Linked DNA regions of Mus musculus: region 1 is linked to region 2. Evidence: chromatin contacts called from public HiChIP or PLAC-seq data. All regions are on one chromosome and are shown on one strand. The core of a region is the stretch at or near the end of the contact, and the rest is flanking DNA. Distances in the headings are between cores, read along the strand shown. Region 1 overlaps Tshr (thyroid stimulating hormone receptor). Region 2 overlaps Tshr (thyroid stimulating hormone receptor).

What was found. HiChIP or PLAC-seq counts read pairs in DNA pulled down with a chosen protein or histone mark.
Region 1: a contact with region 2 is called in an H3K27ac HiChIP or PLAC-seq map of T-cell acute lymphoblastic leukemia, with 5 times the contacts expected there. The contact joins two enhancer-like sites. A contact is called at or near these places in 5 of 484 Hi-C or Micro-C datasets (CD4 T cells, brown adipocytes, cerebral cortex and 2 more) and 3 of 115 datasets of contacts at active chromatin or transcription factors (T-cell acute lymphoblastic leukemia, extraembryonic endoderm stem cells and neural progenitor cells).

The regions. Positions count from the first base shown.
Region 1 is chr12:91,521,277-91,527,128 of GRCm38.p6, forward strand. All of the region lies in intron 8 of Tshr (thyroid stimulating hormone receptor), which reads left to right. Among named protein-coding and RNA genes, the nearest start is that of Gm40541, 13 kb to the right of the region's middle. Within about 2 kb of position 2,580, at least 15 of the 459 cell types and tissues checked have an H3K27ac peak or open chromatin away from gene starts, as enhancers often do. A contact at or near this core is called in T-cell acute lymphoblastic leukemia, where this site is marked.
Region 2 is chr12:91,421,272-91,427,732 of GRCm38.p6, forward strand. The region is part of intron 1 of Tshr (thyroid stimulating hormone receptor); the gene reads left to right. Among named protein-coding and RNA genes, the nearest start is that of Tshr, 24 kb to the left of the region's middle. Within about 2 kb of position 2,045, at least 18 of the 459 cell types and tissues checked have an H3K27ac peak or open chromatin away from gene starts, as enhancers often do. A contact at or near this core is called in T-cell acute lymphoblastic leukemia, where this site is marked.

The DNA of each region.
Region 1 (5,852 bases), core at 1,330-3,829, 100 kb after region 2:
AAAAAAGAGGAGAGGGGAGGGAAGGGGAGGCCCAGTTGCTAGGTAACTGTTGGGCAGAACCTAGAGGAAATGCTAACAAGGAGTCCTGGGAGGAGCCACTGTTACTGAGTGGTCCTGGGAGGAGCCTCAGGTCCTGGGTTCAAAAGCTAACAAGTACCAATCATTATATTAACAAAAATTTAATTAAATCAAATAAAATATAGGCGGACAGTTAAAGAAATCGCCAGCACTTGGAAGTTCAGTAAGAGAAAAAACAAAAAACAAAAACAAAAAACAGTATCATTTCTCAAATGAGAAGCATAGAAGTTCATAAATTGTGTATGCATGACCTGTAATGTCTCTGTAATTTTTCTCTTGAACCTGTTGTATCAAATTTTTCATTTTTCTTTCCCACAGTCTTCCCCTAATTAGATTTGACGGTCCCACAGGAAAGGGACTGTGCCCTGTAGTTTCATAACGCCCTCACCACAACAGAAATTAGCAAATACCCAGTGAACGGCTGATGCACTATAATTGAGTGTCAAATAGCTGTCCATGGCTTGGTTGCCATTTGGTCTACAAGCTAAACCTGGAAAATCCAAAGAAAGGGGGATTTTATATTATGTGTGTTTCTGCCTCATGTGGTATCTTGGTAAAGGAATAGTTTTCTCTCAACAGTCAACAAAATATCATCAAACCTGCCTATGTACCATCTTTTCTCAAGGTCATTTCTCAAAGAAGAATTTGATTTCCACCAGGCACAAATCTAGGACACCATCTATTCTGCCGTCCTTATGCCCCACCCCACCCCCAAGAAGGCCTTTTAATTTAGTTTGGGAATTTGATAATATTTTTATTGATTAAATTTTGTCATGAAGATACTCAATCTTCCCTTTCCATTTTTATATTTTCTATTCTTTGACTGCCTTCTTTCCTTCCCCCTTTATTTTGAAAGAGGAGCTCTTTGTGTTTATAACAGCAAAGAACACAATATGTGGAAATGTAATGCTCTCTGTAACAATCAGGACTCTCCAGATTCTAAATTATGTAACTCACCTTAACAGTACTTAGCGTACTCATGATAATTACCATAATAGTCCCGATTTCTATTATAAGTACCTCTTAAGAAGAGACAATCTTTGTGTTTATATCCTTGAGTTTGTATTACATGTAGCAACAAAAATAAGCATTTGTTGCTGTCAACTGTTTTCAAGTTCAGCATTTGAAAAACCCCAGGCATGGTGCTGCCAACTCTCTTGGTTTAAATAAAGTAAGTCTTTGTTTTCTTTGGTGCTTTTTGTGGTTACCACAAGGTCATAGTCTTAGCAGAAATCTCATGGTAAAGTTCTTTCTAGCATCCTGATGCATCTTTGATTTTTTTTTTAAATGATTTACTTTTTATGTACAAGGGTATTTTTGCCTGCATGTATGTCTCTGTGTGAGGGGGCCAGATCCCCTGGAACTAGAGTTACGGACAGTTGTGAGCTGCCTTGTGAGTGCTGGGTAATGAAAAAGTAGCCAATGCTCTTAACCACTGAGCCATCTCGCCACCCCTGGTGGTCTCATTTTTTTTCTATTCCTATTAACAATACATGAGAACTTCATGCCAGCCAACTTTCTTTTTCTTTCTTATTGATGTGTATTTGTGTGAGAATGTGTGTGTACTGCTGGAAACTGAACCCAGGGCTTGCATACATTAGGCAAACATTGTAAGCTCTGAGCTACATCCCAAGCTCTTAGTTTTTAGAGACACAGTTTTGAAACAGCTCCTGCTGTTAGCTCCCAAGTAACTTCCAGCATTCACTACCCCACCTAGCTTTTCTATTCATCTGTTTGATTCTAGTCATTACAGGACGTGTAAACGGTATCTTATTGTGGTCTCGGTTTGTGGTTCCCTGAAATTAGTGATGCTAATCATCGTTTAATATCCTTACTCACATTTTTATATTTTTCTCTTGAAAAGGGTCTGTTCAAATCTTGTGTCCCTTTTTCTGTTGGGTTGTCTGTCTTCTTTTATTGAGTTGTGATCCTGGGTAACATTTTGGTCCTAAAGGAAGTCAGTTTTAGCTCTAACCACCACCCTCTGCCAAAGAACTTTATGCTCTCTTGTTCTCTTCGATTCCTGAGGAGAGCCAGCCTATGCAAGACTGGTCAGGGTAGAGCTCATTCGTTCACTTCTATCTTGGGTATTTTGTCAAATGCCTGCTGAACTCCATAGAAGCTATAATGAAGAGACAACCACTCTCCTCTTAGATAGGCTAAGACGAAATGTAAGAGAAGTGTAAATAAGTGGCTATTTACACTTAATGTAAGAAGAGCCTTAAGAGGTCTATAGAAAAACAAAATACTAGTTCTAGTTACTAGGGTTTAACAGAGACCTTATTAAAGGACCTGTGGGGGTGGGGAGAGGTAGGTGAGAAAGACTACAAGAAAATATAAGCCACATTCAAAGCACAGACTTTAAAAGACTCCTCAGAATCATCTCGTGGAGAAAATGATCAGATGAGGAAGAAGGCCCCCTGCAGGGCGGCTGTGAAGATAGTAGTAGTAGCCAAAGAACTCTTTACAGGATGTGGCCCTCTTCAACTCCCCATGTGCCTTCTTTACCTTTAACCCTGGCTTTACCACATCCTGGGTACTTGGTGACAGCTCTTCTGTATCTCCTAGCTGCTTATAAGGAAGGAATCATAGGTCCCTCAAAGGAGACAAGAATCTAGCTCGGAAACCCATGTCCACATGGACCCTGTCTTTCTTGCTGGGTTGCTCAGAGGAACTCCTGTAGCAGTCATCTTGGAGGAGGGAATGTCCTAGGGATTCAACCAGAAGACTAATCTGATAGGCTGCTCTACTTACTGACTGCGAAATCATTGCAAACCAAAGGCAAGCAGATGTGTTGCAGTGCCTGGCTCAGGAGCCACGTTGCTGAGGCACCAGCCCAAGTGCCTCATGCTTCTAAAGACACTGCCCCACCTTCGAGGTCACAGCAAAGACACTAAAATGCTATGACTTAAATGCTGTGATTTAAAATAGTATTTTTTTCCTATGCCGGTGGCTACAGTAGTGAGAGACCTAATTAATAAATGAGGCTCTGCAGTGGGGGAAACCCAAGTATCTGTAGTTGGCATCTATAATGGCAGCATTACTATAATGCATCTATAATGGCATCATTTGCAGAGTGTACCCTAACTAGTGAGGCATCGTTTGCAGAGCGAATCCTAACTGGTAGGCTTCCTTTTGGAGGAAGAGAGGTGACAGAGTAAATGGGGAGATCCTCAGAGTCAGACACATACTAGTTTCTTCTTTAATCAACTAAAAATACAGCCATTATCATCCTTCAAAGGAATTGTTTTTTATTTTAAATAAAGAAAAAAATTACTAAAATCCTAGGAACCACTGCCCTGGATTTATTCATTCAGAATATATGCTTTTATATCTATGCTAAATGCTCTCGAATAATGTTTCACCTCCTAGAAAATAATCCAAAAATCCATAAGTTCCTCTTGTAGAACAATTTTACCACAGTTAATTGTGCAAATCAAGCGTGGCTTTGTGTTTGTCTTTTACCATGATACAAACAATGGAACATAGGAAATTATGCTGCGTGAACCCCAGGAAACAACACTGATGAAGTGTCCTCAACTCGAAGATGTCACATAAATTCATAGTTTATTAGCTAGTCCATATGTGTTAACCAATGTCCCTCCACAGTGATGAACCTGAAGAGCAAACAGTACAGTTGTTTCTTCCCTTTCTCTATTTCATGTCTGTACATACATACAAATAAATCTACTTTTAATGAATGCCTATGAGACTCTGCTAAACATGCCTACACAAATTTTATCTTGTACTGTTGACTTAAAAAAATTATGGCCTCTCCATTGCTATTCCTCTCATAAGTTTTGATGGTTTTATTCATATTGATGCAATTACTTATGATTAAAGGAGTTGATGATGCATAGGACAATGTTGTAAAGGTTAAAAAAAAAAACCTAGTGTGTTATGTTCTACAGCAACTTTTACTTAATGATGCTATAATTAGCTAGACAATCCCAGCAGTGAGCAGCTAACTGATGGAGGAGTTGGTCCATCTGAGATCATCTTGTGTTTCAACAAATAAGCCACAAACATCAGCACAACATGGTATGCAGAGTTATGTCCACGGTTTGTCCCGTGCAAACATGAGTGAATACAGACTTTTTTGTGTCTCTCTTAGAGTTCTTTTCTTACAATAGTGGAAGGAAAATGGAACTCTGTGCTGTCACATGGGCACGCTGTCTCTGGCAGGACCTAGAAATCCATCGTGTTCATTAAATTCTGACTGGGAGTCCCTTTGTTCTCATCTGCTTATGGTAGAGAGTGCCTCTTGCTAGATTCCTGTTTGGGAGCATTTTTCATTGTAGAATCCATAATGCAACAGGCAACTCCATGAGCTCTCATAACACAACACAATGAACCTGTAGACTTTAACTGTCTACTGAATTTCTGATTGTAGTTAAGAAATTACACAAGGAAAATCCTGGTTGCAAAGTGGCCTAATTTAAAAAAAAAAAATGGAATAAATAAGAAAAGATACAGCTTCAAGGACCTTAAAATGACCCTAAGTTTTTCAGTTTAGGAATTTTCTTCAGGGAATTCTTTCTCCATCAGCAGCATAGCTGGGAGACTGTCTGGTCTAGCCCAGCATTTGGCAGCATTTATCTACAGTGCCCAGTTCAATATGCTCAGTAACTGGTGGCTAAAATTAAAAGATGATAAGTTGAGCCTCCAGTCATATTTCCTCTTCCTTCTCAGATGAAAGATGATGAAAGAGGAGAAAGGAGAATTTCAGGTATATAAATCTACAAGGGCAAAGGAGCCAGTGTCTGGCAAATCCCGAATAAGAAAGGTAAGAGGAGAGGGAAAGTGAGACAGATAACTCACAGGAGCCGACACTCAGAGGTATTGTGCTCAGCACAGAACCTTTGTGGCACAGGATTTAGAGGGGATGTGTATGGCCTGTGTCAAGAGAGAAACATGGAAGAAAAAGAGAAAGGACTGGCTGAATGTGTCTCTCTGGAGACATGGGCCTGCTGTGTTAGTTACCTTCCCTGGCAAGCATCTTACAGGAGAAAGGGTCTGTTTGTGACTTTAGCTCACAGTCCAAGGTGACACAGTCCATCACGTCAGGGCAAGCCTGGTAGCAAGCTAGTCCCCTGCATCTTTAGTCAGGAAGCAGACAGATGAATGTATGTGCTAAACTAGCTATCTCCTTTTTATTTAGTCCAGGATCCCGTCCCACGGGATGGTAGGCTTTCTCACTTCTTTTTAAAGGGGGTATTTCTTACTTCACTTAACCCGATCTCAGTAATTCCTCACAGGCATGCCAAGAGACTCATCTCCTCTGTTATTTTAGATTCTGTCATGTTGACAGGCCATATCAACCATCATACACTCTAACCCATTCATGCAAAATGCTAGCATCGAAATACCTCCCTACTAAGAGCTCAGGGATTTCAAGTTTCCTTTGTGAAGAAGTATTTTTTTTTAAAAAGATACCATAGCTGACATTTCATTAGCACAATACTTTTATCAATTCTTTGAGAAATCCCCACATATGTAAATATATTTTGATCATATTCATTCCTCATGTCTCCCTCTCCCTCTTCCCAGAAACGCTCCCCTCTCCCTCCCTCTCCCTCCCTCCCCCTTTCCCTCCACCTCTTCCTTTGTTTTTTAAAATAACCCAATGAGTCCAATTTGTGCTGCCAAAATACTCTCAAGTGTGAGCAGTTTTCTGGAGTGGGGGAGATCTACCAGAGGCCACACCCTTAAAGAGACCCACTCTCCCTCTCCAAAAGCCAGGCAGTGTCAGTGTCATCAGTTGGGGTAGGGAC
Region 2 (6,461 bases), core at 795-3,294:
TTTGTCGGTGGAGAACAAAACTTGAAGATAATTAATAGTGACAGATGAAGAGATTATGCTTCATTTTATCGTTAACACTGCCACTCTTCCCGGATTTTATTGCAGATCCTAGCGAGGAGAGGGGAAAAGAAAAGTCTAGGGATTAAGGATAAACTTTAGCGTGAGGGGGGCATTAAAAAGCCAAGTTTAGAGCAGAGCAAGGGCAACTAAAGGATAATGTGACTGCCAGAGGGCGTGTTAGCCAATGATGACAAATGAGCTCACAAAGGTTCGTTTGACAGTCTGCAAACTGACAGGAGTGCCTGTAGACAGGTAGCAGATGGCACATGGTATGGGACCTGCTCTAAGTGAACTGACACCAAGAAGACCGCAAGGCTACATCCCACAGCGACAGCATGGTTACAGCCCACAGCTCTAACTTGTGACCCAGTCCACAAGTCCGTAAGGGCACAATATGTCAACATGTGGAATCCTGGGACTTGGGGGGAAATAAATGTGGGACCATAACAAAATAGCACAATAGCCTAAGAGCCAAATTCATGTTCTGGTGTCAAAGCACGTTCATGGAGTGTTTTTATAATAACGGAGAGGAGGGAAAGGTCATGAAACAAGGCGCTTTTCAGATAACCTTTGTGGAAACCGAAGTGGCTACAGCAAAGTGGAAAAATCCTATGAGCTTTCCGTGTTGGCTGATGACTCGTAGTTTCTTGGTTGGCAGAACCTATGGTTTTGTTAATGTATCCCAAAAGGTTTGTATCTACTGGTTACAGGATGCTAGGGTCTGCCCAGTAGGCAAGGAATGGCTATTTAGTGGGTGTGGTGGTTGGAATGAGAATGTCCGTCACAGGCTCTGATATTTGAATACTTGGCCCCTCGGTGGTGGAACTGTTTGAGGAGGGGTAGAAAGTATGGCTTTCCTGGAAGACGTCTATCAGTGGGAACATGGTGTGAGGCTTCCAAGCCATGAGCCATTTTCGGTTCTTTCCCCTGCTTGCTCCTTATGATGGGAGCTCTCATTGGAATGCCCCAGCTGCCAGGCTTGCCTGCAGCTGAACCTCCCCCACGGTAATGGCGACAGACTCTTCTTACTCCTCTGGAACCATACCCCCAGATAAACCTTACCTTCTACAGGTTGCCTTGATTATGCTGTCTTATCACAGTAACAGAAAAGTAACTGTTACAGGGGCTAAGGCTATCCCTACATAAATTGCAATTAGGCTGCACTATTCACAACTCGCCACAGACACTGGGGTGAGAACCAGTTCACCCACCTCGCAAACATTTCCAACCTGAAGGTGCAGCCTCATTCACTCTGGGAGCTGCTGCTCTGCCTTCTCTCTGCTCTCCAAAGGATGTCATCGCATCCATACCACACAGCCAGATAACTGGGACCCTTCTCGCTCGGGCTAAGCAGTCTATATATAAATCAGACATTATCCATTTCCATTTCCCTGTGTAGGATGTTCTGCAGAGAAAGTAACATGATTTCCTGGAATGTCTATGTGCTTTGTGCAAGTCTTAAAAGGAAACGATCCCAAAACTCAGTTCCTTGTTGGTTCTGCTTGATTTGATCTAAATTCTTTATTTAAAAAATAGAGAATTCTATTCTAGTCTATTCTCCTTTAATATCCATCAGTTAAAAAAAAAATACTTTTTGTGCCCTTATAAATAACCTACATTCTATGCAAGAAGTTATAGTGTTCTGTTAAAAGGATCGAATTAAATAAAGACATCAGCAGAAATTGAATCAACAATTCTTGTTCCTGTCTGTGAAATGTCAATTAAATCCCAAGGCCCCAACAACAAACCCAGAAGCCTTATTTGAGCATTCTGATAGCCTTTGCTTTACCAATAAGCCACCTCTTTCCTCTGAGATTTGAATCACTTTTAAATGAATTATTGGGCTACATGATGACCTAGACTCCCAGGATTTATCACTGTTAATTTTCTACCTCTCTCTGACCATATCTTGTTAATTTGGAGAGCATCCCGCAGAGCTTTGCTCTGCCAAATGAAGCCTTCAACTAACCAGCAGAGGGAGCCCCAGAAGACGCCTCAGCTCCCCCAGTGTCTTCCTGGGTGCACCAGGAAGTCTCTGTGAATTCAGGTCTGCTCTCTGCAGGAAGAAGTGCTGTTCAAGTTGGAGGTAGAAAAGACCGATCTTTTAGATGGTGGTTTATTGACTTATTTAGTGCTTTGCTTAAGGCACTCTTTGTGCTGCCTATTCGCCAAGCGTGATTTCAGATAACTGGAGCTGAATGACCCAGAGAAAGAGCAGAAACAATGGACAGTCTGCTGACCTAACCATGCTTGCTTGCCTGCCCCACCTTGTGGTTTTTATACATTAAGAATACACAGTAGACACAGGCTCAAGGCCTTCATGAGCTTTGCTGGCTTCGGTCCACCGATGACGGCTCCTCTCCTCCGCTCTCACTGTTTGTTGTCCGGGTGCTCATCCAGAAAGAGCCCCACAAGAGACTTACTGGGGAAAGCCTGGGTTCTGTCTGCACACCAGTAGGAAACTAGTCTCTCGCCTAAGATCTTTTGAGAACGGAAAGTCTCTTTCGTACAAATTTCTCTTAACAGCTCAGTGGCTCTTGTTTTTCGAAACCCTAAATAAATTGATTCTATGGATCCATGGATGGTTAATGAGATGGGGAGAAAAAGAAAATAAGCTCTCTCCAAAACTGTTTAAGACAACACTGGTTTGTGGAGTGTCGAATTATTAAATTACCCAGTTTGTTTCTTCCACTGTAAAGATGCAGTAGTGATAGTAATCCTGGCTCCTGCCTCAGTCACTAATCTCTCTCCCCCCATCCCCTCCCCCTCCCCCTCTCCTTCCCCTTCCCCTGTCTTTCTTGCTCACTTGCTCCCTGGCTTGCTCTTGCTTTCTTACTCTCTCTGTGCATTTGTGTGTGTGTGTATGCATGTGTGTTTTTATGTGTGCATGCTTCTGTGTGGGTGTCTTTTGTGTCTGTGTGTGTATGTGTCTGTGTCCGTGTATGTATGTGTGAGTATATGTATGTATGTGTATTATGTACATGTGTGTATGTATGTGTGTCTGTGTGTGTATGTATGTGTATGTGTGTTTATGTGTGTGGTGTAGTTAATCCTCACATCAGCCCTTACTGGTAGGTTTCATTGTTCCCACCTACAGAGGAAGAAATAGAGGGCTTGGTGAAGAATTCAATCAAGGACACAAGCTAGAGAGAACTTTCTGACTCAAAAGCCGGTTCTCACCGGTTAAGAAAAATAACCCCATCTTGTAGGTATTTTGAACTGTACATGTCATTTAACCGTTACTGTCCCCACTTCCAAAGGTCCTGTGAGGTAAGCACGAATAGTAACTTCCCCTTCTCCCAACTCCTTTTTACCTCTTTAGCTCCTAATTTTAAAAGTTAGCTTGGGACTGAAAAGATCGCTTAGTGTTTAGGGGCATTCGCTGCTCTTGCTGAGGGCCTAGGTGCAGTTTCTGGAACCCACACGTGGTTTACAGCCATCTGGAACCGATACCTTCTTCTCACCTCTGAGGTCATCAGACATGCACAGAGTACGCAGACACACATGCAGGTAAACACTCCTACACATAGCATTTTTTTAAAAATCCTTTTATTAAAGATGAGAGAAACTAAAGCTCACAACATCAAATGAGGTTTTCTCTTTCTGTATAGAGTAGAGCTGAGACTGGGGTGGGGAGGGGCGATGTGATTGGCAGAGTCTGCTTTGTCACCTATAGGTGATGGGACTCATCTTTCTCCCCAACGCCTTAATCCCAACACAGCCATTTAAGCCCTGAGTTGTTTTGGTTTTTTGTTTGTTTGTTTGTTTGTTTGTTTGTTGTTTTGCTTTGTTTTTAAGAAATGAGAACAGCTACCGGAAGATCCAACAATACCTCTCCTGGGCATATACCCAGAAGATGTTCCAACTGGTAATAAGGACACATGTTCCACTATGTTCATAGCAGCCTTATTTATAATAGCCAGAAGCTGGAAAGAACCCAGATTTCCCTCAACAAAGGAATGGATACTGAAAGTGTGATACATTTACACAATGAAGTACTACTCAGCTATTAAAAAGAATGAATTTATGAAATTCTTGGGCAAATGCATGTATCTGGAGGATATCATCCTTAGTGAGGTAACCCAATCACAAAAGAAGTCACTTGATATGCACTCACTGATAAGTGGATATTAGCCCAGAAACTTAGAATACCCAAGATACAATTTGCAAAGCACAAGAAAATCAAGAAGAACGAAGACCAAAGTGTGGATACTTCATTCCTCCTTAGGCTAGGGAACAAAACACCCATGGAAGGAGTTACAGAGACAAAGTTTAGAGCTAAGACGAAAGGATGCACCATCCAGATACTAGCCCACCCAGGGATCCATCCCATAATCAGCCACCAAACCCAGACACTATTGCATATGCCAGCAAGATTTTGCTGAAAGGACCCTGATATAGCTATCTCAAGTGAGACTATGCCAGTGTCTGGCAAACACAGAAGTGGATGCACACAGTCATCTATAGGATAGAACACAGGGCCCCCAATATAGGAGCTAGAGAAAGTACCCAAGGAGCTAAAGGGGTCTGTAACCCTATAGGTGGAACAACAATATGAACTAACCAGTACCTCCAGAGCTCATGTCTCTAGCTGCATATGTATCAGAAGATGGCCTAGTCGGCCATCATTGGGAAGAGAGGCCCCTTGATCTTACAAACTTTATAAGCCCCAGTACAGGGGATGCCAGGGCCAAGAAGTAGGAGTGAGTGGGTAGGGGAGCAGGGCGGGGGTATAGGGAACTTTCGGGATAGCATTTGAAATGTAAATAAAGAAAATATCTAATAAAAAGAAAAAAGGAAAGAAATGAGAACAGCATTATGTTATTTCCAAAGATCAAATGAAATAAGGTGTGAAGGTGTTTATTAGGTAGGTAAACAATATACAGACCCATACAATCCCATTATCAATATGATCTTGGGTTAGAGTCGGGAGCCAAGTTATGTGTATCTTATGGCAAAATGGCAAGAGAAAGCAGGTCTGTGTCTTTTATTTGCTTCTTCCAGTGAGTGTTCAGTGTTCAGCCTCTCCTCTCCATACCCCAGTTAACTGCCTTTCCCGCTCTCTTTGTCTTGACTCTCAGGGAGCAATGTTGCTTGGAAAGCATTAGAAGGCATTTAGAGGTCATATCCATCCTTCTTAAACTTTGATGCATCTGTTTGTCTGGACTGTCCTATGAGATGCTATCCATCTACCTGGGAAGCCTTCCACCCCTCATTCTGCCCTCTCTGACACTTGGAATCCATCTTCTTGTCCTTTAGAGTGAAAGCAGCTGTCATCACTGACAGTCCTCAGCGTCTATGGGGCTGTACCAACCCATCCTCTGCAAATCAAAAACATCACAGTGAAAAACGCCCTTTGTGAACCTCCCACTCTTCACGTAGCCCAGTGACTCTGTGCTGCTGGATTCCAGGCACTGCCCCGTCATGGTTGGATGAGAGCTATTGTCTTATTATTCAGAATCATGAAAAAGAATAATCAGAGTGTTCACTAGCCTGGAAAAAGTTTTAAAGTACACTTTCTACATTTTCTATCATAAAAATAAAAAATTATAGGTCCAAGAACCAGTAAGTCAAAGACAACGTGGACATCATTATAAACTGCCCTGGTATCCATTTGTTACGCATAAAACTAAGAAATTGTCAGGGTGGGACTAGAGAGATGGCTCAGCAGTTAAGAGCACGTGGGCTGCTCTTCCAGAGGATCCAGATTCAATTCCCAGCAACCACATGGCAGCTTACAACTGTCTGTAACTCCAGTTCCAAGGGATCTGACACCCTCACATAGAAAATCAATCAATCAATCAATCAATCAATCAATCAATCTTTTTTTTTTAAACCTAAGGAATTGTGAAGCAGCTTAAAATGGAGAGATGGGACCTGGCCTTTGCCCTGACCTCTGCAGCTTAAAACAACCAGGAGGCTGCTTTTATTCTCCTGGGAGTCTGTTTCTCAAATGTGTGTGCATGTGCACTGTGACGTGGAGATGTGAAGGGCACTGAGTGGAGAGCACTGTGGGAGCAGGTGCTCTGGACTTGCTAGATCTATATGTTGGATTCAGTGTCATTTGAGTACTACCATTGCAGAGGCACCAGCTGAACAAGACAAATTGGTCATTCATCACGAGTTCCTTAAATATGCATTCTGGACAGCAGCTACTGGTGAAATAATTCAAGTTGGTGGGTGTCATAAGGTGAAAAAGGACATTCTAGATAGCCAATATTGATGCAAGAATTACAGGTTTGGTGGGTACTGGAAAAGTTAAAAAATGAGCTTCCAGTGACTCAAAGTTAATGAGTGTAGTAACGTCTTTTTTTAAATAATAAAGCACAAATTGGTTTTGGAAAGAAAAATGTAACAAATGAGAGACTCATTGTTTTAACCTCAGAGACCACTAAACAACC